Regions from separate parts of the Sus scrofa genome. Here region 2 is linked to region 1. Evidence: chromatin contacts called from public HiChIP or PLAC-seq data. All regions are on one chromosome and are shown on one strand. Each heading gives the region's core, a stretch centred on a gene start, on an enhancer-like site or on the middle of the called end of the contact. The rest is flanking DNA. Distances are from core to core; before and after follow the strand shown.

Region 1 (4,616 bases), core at 661-3,160:
CTTGTGCCTCTGTCAGGGACACAGGGCAGTCCCCAGTGTCTCTGAGAGGACACTGCTCCCACGGAGGTCAGTGTCTATTTCTCAAAATGTGGGTCAAGCAAGTTTAAGAAAATGTTGGATCAGGCCCAATTAAAAAGGTCTCTTCATTGCAGGAAACGTCCGCGTCTGTACTGAGCTAATGGACATGTGTCTCCACGAAACATGCATCTGACCGCAGAAGCCCCTCTGTCTGGGAAACCCAGAGGCCGTGTGCTCAGACTCATGGAAGTTACAGAGGAGACAGGGGACCAGCAGCCAGGCTGAGTGGGTGGGAAGGAGCGCAAATACAGCTTTCTGAAGAAAGACCCTCTTTCTGAATGGGAGACATTAAGTGTTAGTCACACAAATTCAGCCAGATGCTTACTGGACACCCGTATGCCCCTCTGGAAACCTTCGTATAACGTTCTGACATCATCATAGAAATACGCCAAGGGCTCATCACTGTCAAGGATCGCGGATCTCCGGGCGCCATCACTGCCCTAGGGAAAGACAGACAGATGGCATGTTAGAAGAGAGAATCAAATATAAAAAGTCAACCTAAAAAAAAAGTCCACCTAACATGAGGAACTGTCACAACCTCACTTAATTGTAAGGTGTACTCTGTAATTTCAAGAAAAGAGTGAATGAAATGAGGGTAAGGGAGACCGAGCAACAAGATATGTGCTTTGACATCTGTTTATGAAATGATCACATGTGCCCATAAAGAATCATCATTTTGGGGGAGGGGGTGCCCATGGCAGGTGGAAGTTCCCTGGCCAGGGACTGAACCCATGCCATTGCAGTGACCTGAACCACAGTGGTGATAACCCACAGATCCTTAACCCGCTGAGCCACCAGGGAACTGCAAGAATCACCACCTTCGATGTGCACGTGTGTTATCATTCTTCTCAAATGAAAGTGCGATCCATACACACTGGATGTTAGCAACCTTAGTTACCTACAGAGATGAGGGCTTGCATGCCAAGCACTGGGAAGTGTGTCTAGAACAATGAGAGTGCAAACGTTTGTGTGTGTGACAAAAACTGAGCCATTTCAAAGGCAGGGCATTTAACTACTGGGTTATTCAAGCACATGTAGCTATTTCTAGGAACACTTACTTGAAAGAAAATATATATATATCTTTTTTTGTCTTTTCTAGGGCCTCACCCACGGCATACAGAGGTTCTCAGGCTAGGGGTCAAATCAGAGCTGTAGCCACTGGCCTATACCACAGCTACAGCAAAGCGGGATCTGAGCCGCGTCTGCAACCCACACTCCTGTTAACCACTGAGCCACAACGGGAACTCTTGAAAGAAAAAATACTTTGAAGGGGCCTTCCTGGACTTCTGACACAAGCTGCAGATGGTGTGGAGGTGGGGGTTCCAGCTGTGCTCAAGACAACAGGGAGAGATGGAGTTCCCTTTGTGGTACAGCAGACATGAATCTGACTAGTAACCATGAGGTTTCGGGTTCGATCCCTGGCCTCACTCAGTGGGCTAAGGATCTGGTGTTGCTGTGAGCTGTGGTGTAGGTCGCAGATGCAGGTTGGATCCTGCATTGCTGTGGCTGTGGTGTAGGCCGGCAGCTGTAGCTCTGATTCAGCCCCTAGGCTGGGAACCTCTATATGCTGCGAGTGTGGCCCTAAAAAGCAAAAAAAGAAAGAAAAAAAAAAAAAGAAAACAGGGAGCGCTATACAAGACATGCTCAGTGGATTGCGCAGGAAACAGACAATAAGATTGAGTCAGGGAGGATTACAGGCCTTTTATTTCCTCTTTAAGGTGGTTATACAGTTTTCCCAGTTTAAGAAAAATAAAAGATCATGAGTCAGTGTGTAGTGACCACATTACGGTCACATCAGAGGTCATGAGTATACTCGGCAACAGCCATACAAGCTGAGGATCCTCTGGAGGTCAGGCTCCCCGGGCAGGGCTGAGTTAGGAAATAAATGGTCAAGTGCCCCTGGGGGGTAGTCAGGACAGGAAGATAGTGAGCATCTGCAATAGCCCAAGACCAGAACTCTTGCCAATATTTGAGAAAAAGGAACACTTGATGGGGAGAGTCCATTTGCATCACTCCCAAGTTTAAAGGCAAAAGCAAATAACTTCATCCCTGAGGATTTTGTGGCGATAGAAAGGCCCAAGCTTTGTAAATTGTGGGCTCGTTCATCTCCATCTAGAAAATGGATTATCTACAGACTCTAAGAGTCAACTACCCCTTGTGTTACTACTGTTTATTCCTTCTAAGGAGAGGGGCTGGGGGGTGGAGGTGGGGCAGGGAGGGAAGGAAGTAGCAGGGAGGGAGGGATGGAGGGGAAGGAAGAGAGAAGGGGAAGGAAGAGACAGCACACAGAGGGAGGGGGAAGGACCGAGTAACTTCTAAAGACTGCTGAAGACTTGGCTGGATTTCAATGTCTAATCCATCTCCCGGGACAAAAGCAGCAAGTAGAACCACTGTCTGGTAAAAACGACCTTTTTTTTGGCTCTTTCCAAAATACACTCCTCCCAGTACTCAGATCTTACCTGCCTCTTACATGCCCAGACCACCATCACCTGCCGCCTTTTATCAACAGGCACAGAGTGACGTTTCCATACCGGGATCTAGAGGCTTTCTGGACATCAGTTCTCCTATGCAGCAACACGGGGTCACTGACAGAGCAAACTCGGCCTTTATTAAAGACCGGCCAATAGGTGATGCTCCTCACCACATTTTAAAAATGATGAATAGGACATTTTAAGAGCACTCCCCCATTATTATACTGACATAAATGTCACAGGGGGACCCTCAGGTTCACTGCTCACGCTCACCACTTAACCAGCCAACTTCCCAAGATCCGTTATGCCCAGTGAGTGAGGAAGGGGAGGCAGCACCAGTTAGATCGGTGCTGGGTGTTGTCATCTGAGTGCAGGAGGTAGAAGGAGTGAGCAAGGGGCCCACAGTCCAGCCACTTCGCAGATGAGAAGAGACAGTGGGGAGGCCTTCCTGACTCGATCCCAGGTCCTAACGTGGAACGAGCTTCAAACCTGCCACGTGGGGCATCTGGGTTCAGATTCAGCCTACACTCTGTTCACCTCCGTCTTAGAGCAGACAGGCCCAGACCACTGGGGGCCTACTGGGGTCTGGTTCTGCACCCCCAGGAGGCTTTTCCCACCAGCCCCCAACAAGCTCTTCAGTTTCCAGCTGCCTGAGCTCCGCCGCCCCGATGGGAGGACCTGCCTAAGGGGTGCTGGGTAAACCGCCAAACACACATCAGTGTGGTCTCCAGGGACAGTCAGCTACCCGCACGAGGGAGAAGAGCTCCCCAACCTCCACAGAGAGGGCGCACAGAGCCACGGAACCCAAATCCCACAAATGCACACAGTTCCAGCAAAACGGACCTCCTGCAGCCATCTCTGTGTGGCTGCTGCTTAGAATGAGCCAGAAGGAACCATGTCTGTTTCTCATCCTCAGTTGGCTTTTTATTTTTTATTTTACTTTTTTGTCTTTTTAGGGCCGCACCTGCAGCATGTGGAGGTTCCCAGGCTAAGGGTCCAGTCAAAGCTGCAGCTGCCAGCCTACGCCACAGCCACAGCCACAGCCAGATCTGAGCCACATCCACGACCCACACTGCAGCTATGGCAATGCCAGATCCTTTAATCCACTGAGCAAGGTCAGGGATCAAACCCACATCCTCATGGATACCAGTTGGGTTCTTAATCCACTGAGCCACAATGGGAACTCCTCAGTCGGCTGTTTAGACATTGGTGTGCAGGAAAGTTTTCTCTCCAGAGGCTCAGAAGGCCCACACCTGCCACCTTTAATTCAAGGAGAGGACCCTGCTCGGGGGAGGCTATTTTTAAACTTCACTAAACACGGCAGCACACGTTTCTGTCATGTATGCATCCACGTGTCCCTGCTTTATGACACCCGAGAGCAACATTTGGACAAAATCAAATTGTGTTTTCAGGCCTTGTTTAACCACGTTCCCAGAGAGTAACTTGAGCTTTTTCTTCCTGGTTGAAGAAAAGCCAGAAATAACTTTTTTGTTTTTCTAAAACAATCACCTTTATTTCTTTGAATTCCCATAGGCAGCTCCTTAACATTCCTGTGGCCTGGTCTCAGCTCAAAGACAAGCCCCTCTGCCTTGAGTTTTCCTGACACCTGCCCTCACCTCCAACCTCAGCTCACCAACCGCCGTGGCCCCCTGACCAGCATGGACGCTTCCACCACTGCGGTCAAATTGCCGGTCGCTCTCAAGGTAGCAGACAAGTCCGATCGCACCAGAAACTCAGTTAAGTTTCCTCTCAGGGGAGTTTAGTGAAGAAGTCAGTTAGCAAGGTTTTGCAGTTTGTTATTAAGAAGCCCATTAAGTTTTAGCAAAGGTGCTGAAATTAACTCCAGGTATAAAAACACTCCCAGAATAACACTTCTCAACCGAAACACCCCCTCCAAATACACTGTCTCCATCCCACCCTCTGTGCCTCAACTGGCTTGCTGAAAATGCCCTCAGATGTGATGTTTCTGGAAAACTCGTGTGAAATTGCCGAGGGCTGGGCTCGGAGGCCACCTGTCTGCCCTCCTCTTTACCTGACCACATGCACAAGTGCACACAGTCAGGACCG
Region 2 (4,616 bases), core at 1,460-3,959, 270 kb after region 1:
CCCCATATTCCTGCTTGCAAAACAGTCGCAGTGCTGGTAAATAACTTAAGCTTAAGAACAAAGACCAAACGGCATAAATTATTCATGTGGTCAGCTGAATGAGGACATAATGCATTGGTCTAGGCAAGCCAGACCTGTACAGACAGGCATGCCTTTTGCACAGCACGTTATGTCCTCTTAAGAATAAGAGGAAGATGAGCCTCATGGCCCCAAGGGGTTTATGAGGGGTCGTTAGCAGGATATGCATTAGCAAGGAGAAACAAGGTGCAAACCTAGGCACTCTGGGTTGCCGAAGAGAGGCATGCCTGGAAGCACAGTGATGGTTCTCTAGATGCTATACATAGCTGACACCAGGCTTCCTCAATGCTAATGATTGTTAAATGCCTAAAGGTCAGAATAAAAGCTTAACCACCTACCACCTATGTGACTTTTAAAATAATAAAAGAATTTTTAAATAACAAGAAGAACTATATCCTGCACCTGCAACCCCCTCCTCATTTGATGCAATCCTAAAGAGCACAATAAAAGCAGTGTGGTTTCTTGAGGCAGCGCTCTTGGTCCCTGAGATCTTGAGTCCCCTGGTTCCCACTTTTAATTAAGATACATGTCCTGTGTCTTGTTTTATGTTAACTCTTTTCTTGTTTCACAGCACCCATTCTTCAGCCCTCACCTGCTGAGCTGGTCTCGGCAATGGGACTTAATTAAAAGTTTCTGCACAGCAAAGGAAACCCATCATGGCCAGTGATTAACAATCTGACTAAGAACCATGAGGTTGCAGGTTCAATCCCTGGCCTTGTTCAGTGGGTGGAGGATCTGTCATTGACATGAGCTGTGGTGTAGGTTGCAGATGCAGCTTGGATCCAGTGTTGTTGTGCGCTAGCATAGGCCAGTGGCTACTGCTCCGATTAGACCCCTAGCCTGGGAATCTCCATATGCCGAGGGAGTGGCCCTAGAAGAGGCAAAAAAAAAAAAAAAAAAAAAAAAGCTGTGTGGTTTTTTGAGGCAGGTCTCTTGGTCCCTGAGACCTTGAGTCCCCCGGCTCCCACCTTTGATTAAGATAAGTGTCTCTGTGTTTTATTTTATGTTAACTTTTTTCTTAAGTTCCACAGCACCAGTTCTTCAGCCCTCACCGGCCTACAGAGAACAATGGAAGCACCGAGCAACCAAACCAGGATAAGGACAGGGAAAAGCTTTCTGGGGGAAATGGCAGCTAATCTGAGATGCAAAGGATGAGAAGAAAATATCAAGGCCTAAAGGAGGCCAGAGATCACAGTCAGAAAGAACACATGCAGAAGTCTGCGAGTAATGAAAAGCCTGGTGCTTAAGAAGTGAGAAGAGAACATTCAGAGACATGGTGACAAAGACCACCAGGTCGGATCCAGGGGGATCAGGACCCCACGTTAATGAGCCTGGAATTTTCCTGAAGGCAAGAGGGGGTCACTGGAGAGAGCCAAGTGTGGAGTGGACAAGATTAGATTCAAAGTTCAGGAAGACCCCTCTGGCTCCAAGGTAGAGAGTTTTTCTTTTTTCTTTTCTTTTTTTTTTTAACAGCCTCTCTTGCAGCATATGGAAGTTCCCAGGCTAGGGGTTGAATTGCAGCTGCCGCTGAGGCCTATGCTGCAGTTGCCACAAGGCCGGATCCTTAACACACTGAGCAAGTCCAGGGGTCTAACCAGCATCCTCATGGATGCTAGATCAGGTTCTTAACCTGCTGAGCCACAACGGGATCTCTCAATGTAGAGAATGGATTGAAGGGGGTCATGCCTGGTTGAGGGAGCCTGTTTAGGGGGTTTCTGCAGTGAGTTTGGTGAAACAGGCAAAGAAATAGCCAAGGTCATGTTGTATTTGTAGTTTGGGACTTGTGCTTTTTTTACTAAATAGCCTGCAATTTAGTATTTTCCCATTTCATTAAAGAATGTCTTGGTAATAATTTTTAATGCCTGTATGGTATTGCACTGTGTGGGTATTCCATGTCTTTCTTTAACTACTTCCCTATTTTTATTTTTTTTATTTTTTATTTTTTTTATTTTTTTTTATTTTTTTTGTCTTTTGTTGTTGTTGTTATTGTTGTTGTTGTTGTTGTTGCTATTTTCTTGGGCCGCTCCCGCGGCATATGGAGGTTCCCAGGCTAGGGGTTGAATCGGAGCTGTAGCCACCGGCCTACGCCAGAGCCACAGCAACGCGGGATCCGAGCCGCGTCTGCAACCTACACCACAGCTCACGGCAACGCCGGATCATCAACCCACTGAGCAGGGGCAGGGACTGAACCCGAAACCTCATGGTTCCTAGTCGGATTCGTTAACCACTGCGCCACGACGGGAACTCCCCTACTTCCCTATTTTTAAAAGTTATTTCTAGGTTTCTGTCATTTAAAACAAGGAGGGTGCATATTTTGGTGTAAGAGTTTTATCCAAATTTTATGAGTATTTTCATAAATGTTAAGATTTTTACTAATCTCTTACAGCAGATGGCGGAAGAGATGTAAGAGAAAAGATTATAATCCAGATACACAAGGCAATGTTACCAAGGAGGGTGTGTATGTGTGTATATGTGTGTGTGTGAATATAAACAGTTTTACTTTATCCTAAGGGACCATTCTGGATTGCAGATCTTCCAAAGAAGACATAATCTAACAGGTACATACTCTAAGTGCAACAAGGAGGGCTGTGGGTTTAAACTCCACAGTATGTTGCTTTATGCCAGCAAAAGGTCAAGTGCTACAGATCAAAGCTAAAAATAAAGTGTAGCACTGGGAAAATTCAGGATGTTCAAGGGGAAGTGAGTCAGAACAATTTAGCACTTCTGTATTTTCCCATGCACTGTGGTAACCTCAGCCATGAAAGTCTCTGTACTGAAAATACTGATAATTTTAGTAACAACAGAGAGTAGTTTCATTGCTGTAACACCTTTGTTACTAACGGCCAACTCTTTGTTTTGTTTTGTCTTATGGATTGCACCCTCAGCATGTGGAAGTTAGAAGTTCCCAGGCCAGGGACTGAATCAGAGCCACAGCTACAACCTAAGCTGTAGCTGCAGCAATGCCAGATCCTTTAACCCACTGTGCTGGGCTGGGGATCGAACCTGCACCTCCGCAGCCACCCAAGCTCCTGCAGTCAGATTCTTAACCTACTGCACTGCAGCAGAAACTCGAAGGCCAGCTTCTTATGGGCCACTGTGGACCAGGCTGCCCCTTGCCATAATTCACTGTCTCCAGGAAGCCAAGGAGTTGAGTCTCACTGAAAGTTTATCAATGTTCTGGTAGGACTCAGTGGATTAGAAGAATGGCAATAACAATACAGAGGGTCCATAGAGCATGTGCATGGGCTTCATCACTAAGATCCAAATAACTAATGCCAGTTGGACTATTTAAAAGGTTGCATCTCTACAGGAAATCATCAAAATATTCTTTCTTCATTGTTTATATATTTTTTAAATTTTTATTATTTAATTAAAAAATTTTTTTTGTCTTTTGTAGGGCCTCACCTGCAGCATATGGAAGTTCCCAAGGTAGGGGTTGAATTGGAGCTACAGTTGCTGGCCTATACCACAGGCATAGCAAGGCTGAATCTGAGCCTTGTCTGCAACCTTCACTACAGCTCAGGGCAAGGCCGGGTCCTTAACCCACTGAGAAGGCCAGAGAGCGAACCCACGATCTCGTGGATGCAAATTGAGTTCGTGACCACTGAGCCACAATGGGAACTCCAAGATATTCCTTCTTTAGATGTAAGTCAAACTGAAAAATCTACTTTTCCAACCTCCAAGAGAGATCACACATTGCTGATTTACAACGTTTCCACAGAAATCATAGGTTTGCGTTTAAAGTTGTTTTCTTCCTGTTACGAGTCATGGAGAGAATGGTGAGGAACAATTCGGGAAGTGTGTCAGCATATTTTTTTTAAGATCTACTATGTACACATAAGACAATAATTCTATAAAGTCATAGTGACTATCTTCTTGGGGCTTACGTTATAACTGGAGAATTAAAACTCCATGCTAAGTCATTTGCACAATGTAACAATTACATACAAGGTGCTACAATATTCCAAAAGAAGGAAGGCTCATTTCCTGCTAAAACATTCAGGAAAAGGAGGGTAATGGAGTTTTTTGTTTTTTTGTTTTTTTTAAGGAAAGGTTATTTCTTTCTAATTAGAACCTGTACATTTAAGATTATTTTAAAATTTTATAAAACTTGCATTTATAAAATGATGAAAGAGGAGTTCCTGTTGTGGCACAGCGGAAACAAATCTGACTAGTATCCATGAGGATGGGGGTTCGATCCCTGGACTTGCTTAGTGGGTTGGGGATCCCTCATTGCCTTGAGCTGTGGTATAGGTCAAAGATTCGCCTCTGATCCTGAGTTGCTGCAGCTGTGGTGTAGGCCAGTAGTTGTAGCTCCAATTTGACCCCTAGCCTGGGAATTTCCATATGCTGCAGATGCAGCTCTAAAAAGCAATCAATCAATCAATAAAAGAATATGTATATATACATAAATGCTTAACGGTTGGATCAAGTATACTTTCTAATTGATAATTTAATCTGTAGATTCATTCTCAATCTTCATTTAACTCAACTGATTCATATCTTTGGCAGAAAACTAAAAACCAAAGCAAATTAGG

Evidence for each region. HiChIP or PLAC-seq counts read pairs in DNA pulled down with a chosen protein or histone mark.
Region 2: a contact with region 1 is called in an H3K27ac HiChIP or PLAC-seq map of skeletal muscle. The contact joins two enhancer-like sites. A contact is called at or near these places in 1 of 47 Hi-C or Micro-C datasets (epiblast stem cells) and 1 of 2 datasets of contacts at active chromatin or transcription factors (skeletal muscle).

Annotation. Positions count from the first base shown.
Region 1 is chr15:45,902,806-45,907,421 of Sscrofa11.1, forward strand. ACSL1 (acyl-CoA synthetase long-chain family member 1) reads right to left here. Exons shown (of 21, transcript NM_001167629.2): 3 at 404-518. Among named protein-coding and RNA genes, the nearest start is that of ACSL1, 28 kb to the right of the region's middle. Within about 2 kb of position 1,911, at least 14 of the 83 cell types and tissues checked have an H3K27ac peak or open chromatin away from gene starts, as enhancers often do. A contact at or near this core is called in skeletal muscle, where this site is marked.
Region 2 is chr15:46,171,647-46,176,262 of Sscrofa11.1, forward strand. No RefSeq gene overlaps it. Among named protein-coding and RNA genes, the nearest start is that of SLC25A4, 20 kb to the right of the region's middle. Within about 2 kb of position 2,710, at least 10 of the 83 cell types and tissues checked have an H3K27ac peak or open chromatin away from gene starts, as enhancers often do. A contact at or near this core is called in skeletal muscle, where this site is marked.